2 separate regions of the Pan troglodytes genome follow, and region 1 is linked to region 2. The links are chromatin contacts, called in public Hi-C maps. All regions are on one chromosome and are shown on one strand. The core of a region is the stretch at or near the end of the contact, and the rest is flanking DNA. Distances in the headings are between cores, read along the strand shown.

What was found. Hi-C and Micro-C count contacts between places; a contact is called where the count stands out from the background.
Region 1: a Hi-C map of stem cell-derived neural progenitor cells shows a contact between it and region 2, with 6 times the contacts expected there. The contact joins the promoter of TLK1 here to the enhancer-like site in region 2. A contact is called at or near these places in 4 of 7 Hi-C or Micro-C datasets (blood, induced pluripotent stem cells and stem cell-derived neural progenitor cells) and 1 of 1 datasets of contacts at active chromatin or transcription factors (stem cell-derived excitatory neurons).

The regions. Positions count from the first base shown.
Region 1 is chr13:73,206,706-73,210,883 of NHGRI_mPanTro3-v2.0_pri, reverse strand. TLK1 (tousled like kinase 1) reads left to right here and starts at 1,929. Exons shown (of 21, transcript XM_001141231.8): 1 at 1,929-2,848. The coding sequence starts at 2,710.
Region 2 is chr13:73,018,037-73,021,738 of NHGRI_mPanTro3-v2.0_pri, reverse strand. No RefSeq gene overlaps it. Among named protein-coding and RNA genes, the nearest start is that of GORASP2, 45 kb to the right of the region's middle. Within about 2 kb of position 2,243, at least 13 of the 24 cell types and tissues checked have an H3K27ac peak or open chromatin away from gene starts, as enhancers often do. A contact at or near this core is called in induced pluripotent stem cells and stem cell-derived neural progenitor cells, where this site is marked.

The sequences.
Region 1 (4,178 bases), core at 680-3,179, 190 kb before region 2:
CGAATCTCTCAAAATAATAATGTTGAGTGAAAGAAGCCAGACAAGGCCTGGCACGGTGGCTCAGGCCTGTAATCCCAGCACTTTGGGAGGCCAAGGTGGGCGGATCACCTGAGGTCAGGAGATCGAGACCAGCCTGGCCAACATGGTGATACCCCATCTCTATTAAAAATACAAAGTTAGCTGGATGTAGTGGCACGTGCCTGTAATTCCAGCTACTCAGGAGGTTGAGGCAGGAGAATCATTTGAACCTGGGAGGCGGAGGCTGCAGTGAGCCGAGATGGCACTCCAGCCTGGGCAAAACAGAGTAAGACTCTGTCTCAAAAAAACAAAAAACAAACAAACAAAAAAAACAAAACCAAAGCCAGACAAGAGTACAAATTGACTTTATGGCCTGCATTTATCTAAAATTCTATGAAATGGCAAGCTACCCATATGACAGAAAGATCTGTGGTTGGAGAGAATGGAAGTAGAGTGGAGGAGGAACCACAAAGAGGAAACTTTGGAGGGTGATAGATACATTCACCATCTTCCTTGTAGAAGTGGTTTCAGGGATGTATACACATCAAAACTTATCAAATTGTACACTTTATTTTTATTTTTTTGAGACAGAGTCTAGGAGTCTCGCTCTGTCGCCCAGGCTGGAGTGCAATGTTGCGATCTAGGCTTACCGCAACTTCTGCCTCCCGGGTTCAAGCGATTCTCCTGCCTCAGCCTCCCGAGTAGCTGGGACTTCAGGTGCGTGCTGCTACACCCAGCTAATTTTTGTATTTTAAGTAGAGATGGGGTTTCACCATGTTGGCCAGGCTGGTCTCAAACTCCTGACCTCGTGATCCGCCCACCTCGGCCTCCCAAAGTGCTGGGGTTACAGGCGTGAGCCCCCGCACCTGGCCAATAATTGTACACTTTAAATATGTGCAGTTTATTTTGTCAATTATACCTCAATAAAGTTGTGAGATGTCCCTCTTAAGTTTGAAAAGCAGACAAGACTAAAAACTCACTGAAGTATCTAAAGCACAAGGCAATTACAATTACTTCTGGAGATAACTGACAATCAAGGTTCTTTTCTAGTATGATAGTTTATCTGAACAAAACATTACTATGAGAAATGCGAAGTCATAAAAATAAAAAATAGAAACGACATTTTTGTCCCCCTGGTAATCATGCCATTTCCTCTTGTCTGTGCAGTAGCGCTATATCATAATCTTTTTAGTGCTCTATTCAATTTGGTTTTCTAAAGAGAGAAATAACCTTGTTGTACTTTTCCTGAACTAGAGTGCTCTTTTATGTACAAGAAGCCCAATCCCTGGTGTGAGTATACTTGTGTGGGTCTGTAGAAAGCTACACTCTATCTATAAATTTTAGCAAATGCTGTTATTTATTTTGGGATTTTTGTAGTCGGGACTCAGCGGAGACACTAGAAACAAATTAGAAGTTTCTAGAAACCATACCTCCTGCAAGATGAACGCTGTATAGTTTTCCTAAATATGTGATTCAGTAATCACATTTTTCATTTAGATTTTCCACTTACTGTTTTAAAACAAAGAATTGCTATACCATACAGTCTACAAAACTGGTAATTTTCAATTTCCTCATTAAAGATTCTTCACTCTTTTTTAGAAAACACGAGAAAGTTTTATTTCCCAACTCTCCCACTACCCATGTTTATTTTCCTAGCTCTTTTATTCGGTCATTATTCCCATTCTGCAGACGGGGAGGCGCACATACGTTTTTCTGCACAGTACAGAGGAGCAAGAAAGAAGGAACTCTCAACTTTTCAGTTCCATTTTGAGAAACGATCACATTGAACTCCCGAGAAGCGGCAGCTGAGCGACAGCAGCAGCATTTCTCCCCGGGTTGGGTGTGGGTCAGGAGAGAGGCGCGCTTCCGCGGGAGACAGGGGGAGTCAGGTGGCAGCGGCGCTGGAGCCCGAGCGGCGCGGCGGGGGCGCGCCTCCCTCCGGCCGGCGCGGGGACGCTGCCCCCGCGCACGCGAGTCCGGCAACCCCGGGCTCCCGCGCCGCGCGGCGATCCGCGGGTGCGGCAGGGGCGCCCCGGCGCTCTAGTCTCTTCCCTCGCGCGCTCGCTCCTTCCCCATGCCCCCACCCCCCAGCCCCTGGCAGGTCCCTCCCCCAAGCCTGCTCCCGCGGCCGCCGCTGCCGCCGCCGCCGCCGCTACCGGAGGCGCAGGAGCCTCGCGATAGTGTTTGCACAGGCGGCGCGTGACGCCGCCGCCGCCTGTAACTGATGCAGAGGTTACCCCACCGCCTCAGCCGCCACCCACAGCCCGCCGCCGCCGCCTCCCGGGCGACGCCGGGGGCCGACGCACTGCAGAGGTGCCGGCAGGTTCCGCCCGCGGAAGTGTCCTCGGCCGGCGCAGCCCGCGCTCCGCCCGCGCTCCGACCCCTGTCGGGTGGGCACCCCCTCGACGCCTCCGCCGCCGCGCTCCTTTCCTCCTCCTCTCCTCTGGCGCGCCCGCTCGCTCCCTCGCTTCTCCCCCTTTCCCTCCTCCCTGTCCCCTCTCCTTCCCTCACCTCTTTCCTCCCCACCTCCCCTCTTCTCGGTTTCCTCCCCCATCCCCTTGACTCTCCCCTCCCAGCCCTCGCTCTCTCGCTCGCCCTCAGCGCGGCCCCCGCCATGACGGAGGCGGGTGCCGGTGCCGTTGCCGCCGCTGCCGTCGCAGGGGGGGAGTCGGGTTCCCAGAAAGTAGCTTGATGAGTGTCCAAAGTAGCAGTGGAAGTTTGGAGGGGCCGCCATCTTGGTCCCAGCTCTCCACGTCTCCAACCCCGGGCTCGGCGGCGGCGGCCAGGTCCCTGCTGAATCACACGCCGCCATCCGGGAGGCCCAGGGAAGGTAAGCACCGCCGCGCCCGCGCCCGCTCGCGGGCCTCCTCTCCCGCGCCGCGGACCCCCGCGCCCCCCCCGCCCCGGGGCTTCTCCGCCAGACCCTGGGGTGGGGGATGGTGGCGAGGTGGACGCGAGGCCGCCCGGCTCCCCGGCTCTGGGGAGGTAGTGCCCTGGCTGTGGATGGTGGTTCGCGGGTGGCGGAGGAGACGGACGAGGGGGTGCGCGCTGGTGGGGACGGGGCGAGGCGCACAGACTCGCCTGGGGTTCCTGGGAGCCAGTCCTGCGAGGGTGGGAAGCCTCCCCCCAGACGCGAGCCCTTTTCTGCTCCATTTGCCAGTACACTCAGTACTCTTAACCTCCTGGCCTCCGGTCTCTGGTGGGTTTTCCCTCCCGCTGGAGCCTTCGTCCTCGAGCCCCCTCCCCTTCTCCCGCGCACTCCTCCCATAGAGGCGGTCCCCACTTTGCGAGCTTTGCTGCCCGGGACCTGGAGGATGCCCCTCGCTTGCTGGGTTTCTCCTTTGGGGAGAGACGCTGAAATTATCTGGGCAGACTTTGATCCCCTGTGTGGCCCCCTAGAGCAATTTAAACGACAGACTGACTCGTGGGCAGGCTTTTAAAACCGCCCCTCCAGATGGTTGCAACTTTCTCTCCTTCGCCGTTGCTTCCTGCGTGTTTGTGCGTTATATTCTCTGCTGCAAGTAGGCTACTGTTCTTCTGTGACAGGGTCGTGGGTTTTGTGGGAAATATCTGCGTAAAGGTTATTGCAAACACGCACCAAATCGGTTACAATTGTTTTCTAAGTTTTCTGGCTTCTTGCAAGCAAGTGGGCTGCCACCAGATGTAGCAGTTACACAGCTTGTAAGGCACCGGCGTGCTTTTGACTAAAATTTCAACTTGCTGTATCTAAGTATACAACATAAAATGAAATTTGGGAGAAAACACATTTATGGGGAATGAATAAATGTGCATGGAATGTCTTTTAACGCTCTTTAGTCTGGAAAAAGCTTAGCGGTATTAATCCGCAGTTGGTAGACGGGCTGTTCACTCCTAGTTGTCGCACACGAGGAGATAGTAGGCACATTTTCAAATGTCTGGAAGTTCAACAGTCTAGTGAATGTTTTAAAGAAATCAAGAGCTTCGATTTATGTAGGAATCGGTGCGAGTACTTTATTTTGAAAATATCTGTCGATATTTGCTAGTCAGAGCCTTGACAATTGTTAATCAAGTGTTTTGTGCCCTGAATCCAGTGGTTCAGGCATAGCATTCTTTGTCATTTTGTTCCTGTGAGCATGTGTGAAAGTGACAATAGGCTTAAAGATTGGCATGAATATGCTCTA
Region 2 (3,702 bases), core at 994-3,493:
CTCCATGCAGCCCTGCAGTTGCAGCCTGGTCTGTTTCTGCTCCACCGGCCCCGCCCCACACCTGCCCGGGTCTCAGGCTTGCTGAAAGAATCCCTGGATCCGATTTCCACCTGGGTACTAGGTATAGACCCAGCTCTACCACCCCCTAGCCGTATGCTTGTTGGAGAGACATTTAACCTTTCTGGATTTCACTGTTTTCATCTATAAAATGAAGGAATTGAGAGGGAGGATCTCCACAACGCTGTCCCTGATCCGGAGGCAACAGTGTTTTTCAAAGCCACCAGGGTTGAGAAGTGCTGGTCCATGGTTGCTTTTCCGAGCTCAGGATTGAAAGAGTCCTTTGGCTAAAGAGCTGAAGAAGAAAGAGGATGCTCTCACCCTATTCAGCTTTTGGTTCTTCCCAGTCTGCTACAAGACCAGGGAAAATGTGAGTTACTCCTCCAGCCACAACTACAGCAGGCAGGTGGAGGGTGGGGGATGAGGTGTGGCACAGCACTTTGCTGGACTTTAGTTTTTGGGGATAATGGACTCCTGAGATTTCTCCCACGCCATCCGGCTGGGATGACTATGGCTCCTTTCTCAGGGATGCCCCGCCTTTCCCTCCTGCTCACAGGGAAACTGCCGGCAGCTCCACACTGGCCTGGCTTTTGAATCTATGTTCCACATGATTTTTTTTTTCTTTCACGAAAGGCCCCTGCTTGCCAAAAAGGAGGTTTTTCAGACCACTGACCTATGTAAGGGGCAAGCTCCCTGGGTACTTCACTGCCAAGAACAAAAAACATCCCCCTTATAAACTCCCCAGGGCAGTGCAGTCTAAGCCCCTGAGCATGGCATTCAAGGCCTTTGGCGATCTGGCCCCGCTCCCCCTTCTGTGGCAACTGCTACCACTCCATACTTGACTTTTCACATTCCAGCAACCAGAGCTGTTTGTAGTTCCGGGACACACCACGTGCCACATTCCTGTGTGTCCTTGCAGACGCTGTTCCCTCTGCCTAAGAGAACCTCTTCCTTCCACTTTGACCACCTAAGAGAACCTCTATGCATTCTTCAAAGCCCTAATAGTAGCTGCCCACGAACGCCTTCCTTGATCCCGCACATGTTAGTTACCCGGCCTCTGGGCTATTCTGTCCCCTCTGCTCATCACTAGATCCGAAATCGCTAATTTACAGGCAGTGCAGTGGGATGCTTTTGGATTCGGGACACCTGGGCCCAGACCCAGCCGCCCCACCCCGGGCGCCCCGGGCTTGTGCACAGCAGGAGCCTCCGCCCCGCGGGTGTGGATTGGACGAGGCCAAGGGCAGCGGCCGGCCAGGGGCCAGGCCAGAGTCCAGAACTGCCCTCGGAGGAAGCCGGGTGGGGGCGGCGCTCCTGAAGGCTCCAGCCCCGGGGAGGGAAGCCGGCCCCGCACCTCCCGCACTGGGCGCTCAGACCCCTGGTGCTTCCACGGCGTCTGAGGGTTTCTCAGCCACCGAAGGGTGTCTCCGCCGCACCCAACGGGTCCCCCGGTGGAGAGATTTGCCTTCACATCAGATTAAAGGGGGTTCCGTTTGGTGAAGGCGCCCAGGCTCATCCCCCACGCTTCCGCACTGGGTCTGAGATGGAAAGAAAGCGGGGGACCAGAGCCCTTCTTCCAAAGAACGGAAAGCGCCCCACCGCGACGCCCCGGCCCCGCCCAGGGGCCCTGCGAGGGCGGCCCGGAGACCCCGCGGCCGCTGGCGGGGTGCGGCTTCCCCAGGCTCCCGGCGCCACCTGGTGGCCCGTGGCGCTCACTGCGGTCTCCGCTCGGGAGGCCCCCTTGGCTTGATCCCACTCCACGTGGGCGGCGGTAAGACCGGAGTTCCTGAACAAAGGTGAATGTCGTTCCAGGAACCTGCCGCGTGGGGACAGAACTGAGGCGTGGGACCAGGCAGACCTACGTGGATTCAGCTCCTACCCCAAAGCCCGCCCGCCTGTGAAGCAGGGGCTTCGGTTTGAGCTCTCCAGGCGCACCTGCTTCCCCTGAGGGAATTAAGAACTCACTCATCACTTCTCTTTAAAACCATTCCCTTTTTTCACTGAAATTAATTCGTAAAATTAGTCATATCAAATGCAACTATTATTTTTTCCCCAATACGTGCTAAAATAAAATATATAGGTATTAAAGGAGGAAAGACAGTTTTCTTCACTCCGGGTAACACCAGTCCACGGGATCAAGTTCAGAACCTGAGCCTGGCCTGAGGCCTGCCCGGTGGCTCGTCCCTGCTTCTTCTGTCTCCTTCCGATTCAGCCACAGTGAACCCTCACCTGTCCCCTGCTGGAATATGGCAGCGTCACGGTGCCAAAGATCCCAGAGGGTTGTCCTCTTTTCTCAGGTTGTACTGCTTACCTAAGAGAGATCTGAATTTGGGAAAATGAATTAGTCTCTAAAGTTTCATGCCCTTTAAAAACAAAACCTTGACAGAGACCAAGGCAAGTAACTGTTTATTGAAATCGGAATGAGCTTTGAGCTCCTGGACTCATACAACAGGCATCTGTTTCTTCTGGATTTTATGAGGCTCCTCTAGCAGTTCTGTTCCTCACCACCGAGAAGCACACAGGTTGTTTGGCCACTGATCTCGAGTGAACGTGTTGGAACCATGCATACTTCACTACCTGACGCTAACACTGTTTCCAGAGCTCTAGAAGCCAAAACAGCGCCTGGGTACAACATGGATTCTTGCCATTGTGTTTCTGGGCTCTTTCAGCATAGCTGTCTGAGCTACACGGTTCTGGCCAAACTGATTTACAAACACAACACAGCATTGCAAATCAGTCATAGTGCAAGTCTATTCAGGGAAATTTCATGGATAATTCTAATCTAGGGACAGTGTTGGGGGTTGTTAGCAGAGAGCTCCCTTAGTCTGACCAGTCATGACGCTGCTTGGGGAAAACGCTTCCCCGGCCCTGCAGCAGCGGCCGTCCTGGACAGACTGAAATGAAAGGCTTCAGAAGAGATGGAACAAGGCTTTTTTTTTTTTTTTTTTTGAGACAGAGACTCGCTCTGTCGCCAGTCTGGAGTACGGTGGCATGATGTCGGCTCACTGCAACCTCCGCCTCCCAGGTTCAAGCCATTCTCCTGCCTCAGCCTCCCAAGTAGCTGGGACTACAGGCACCTGCCACCGCGCCCAATTTTTGTATTTTTAGTAGACGGGGTTTCACCATGTTGACCAGGATGGTCTCGATCTCCCGACCTCGTGATCTGCCTGCCTCGGCCTCCCAAAGTGCTGGGACTACAGGCGTGAGCCACCGCGCCTGGCCCGGAACAGGGCTTTTTCTGGCTCTGTAAGTCTCCCATTCATCCACACCCCCTAGATCAAAATAACCCTATTGTTTTTAGTGATTAAAAAGTAATTCAGGCCGGGTGCGGTGGCTCACGCCTGTAACCCCAGCACTTTGGGAGGCCAAAGCGGATGGATCACGAGGTCAGGAGATCGGGACCATCCTGGCTAACACGATGAAACCCCCGTCTCTACTAAAAATACAAAAAATTAGATGGGCGTGGTGGCGGGCGCCTGTAGTCCCAGCTACTTGGGAGGCTGAGGCAGGAGAATGGCGTCAACCCAGCAGGCAGCGCTTGCAGTGAGCAGAGATAGTGCCACTGTACTCCAGCCTGGGCGACAGAGCGAGACTCCGTCTCAAAACAAACAAACAAACAAAAAAACAAAAAGCAATTCGAAGCCTGGC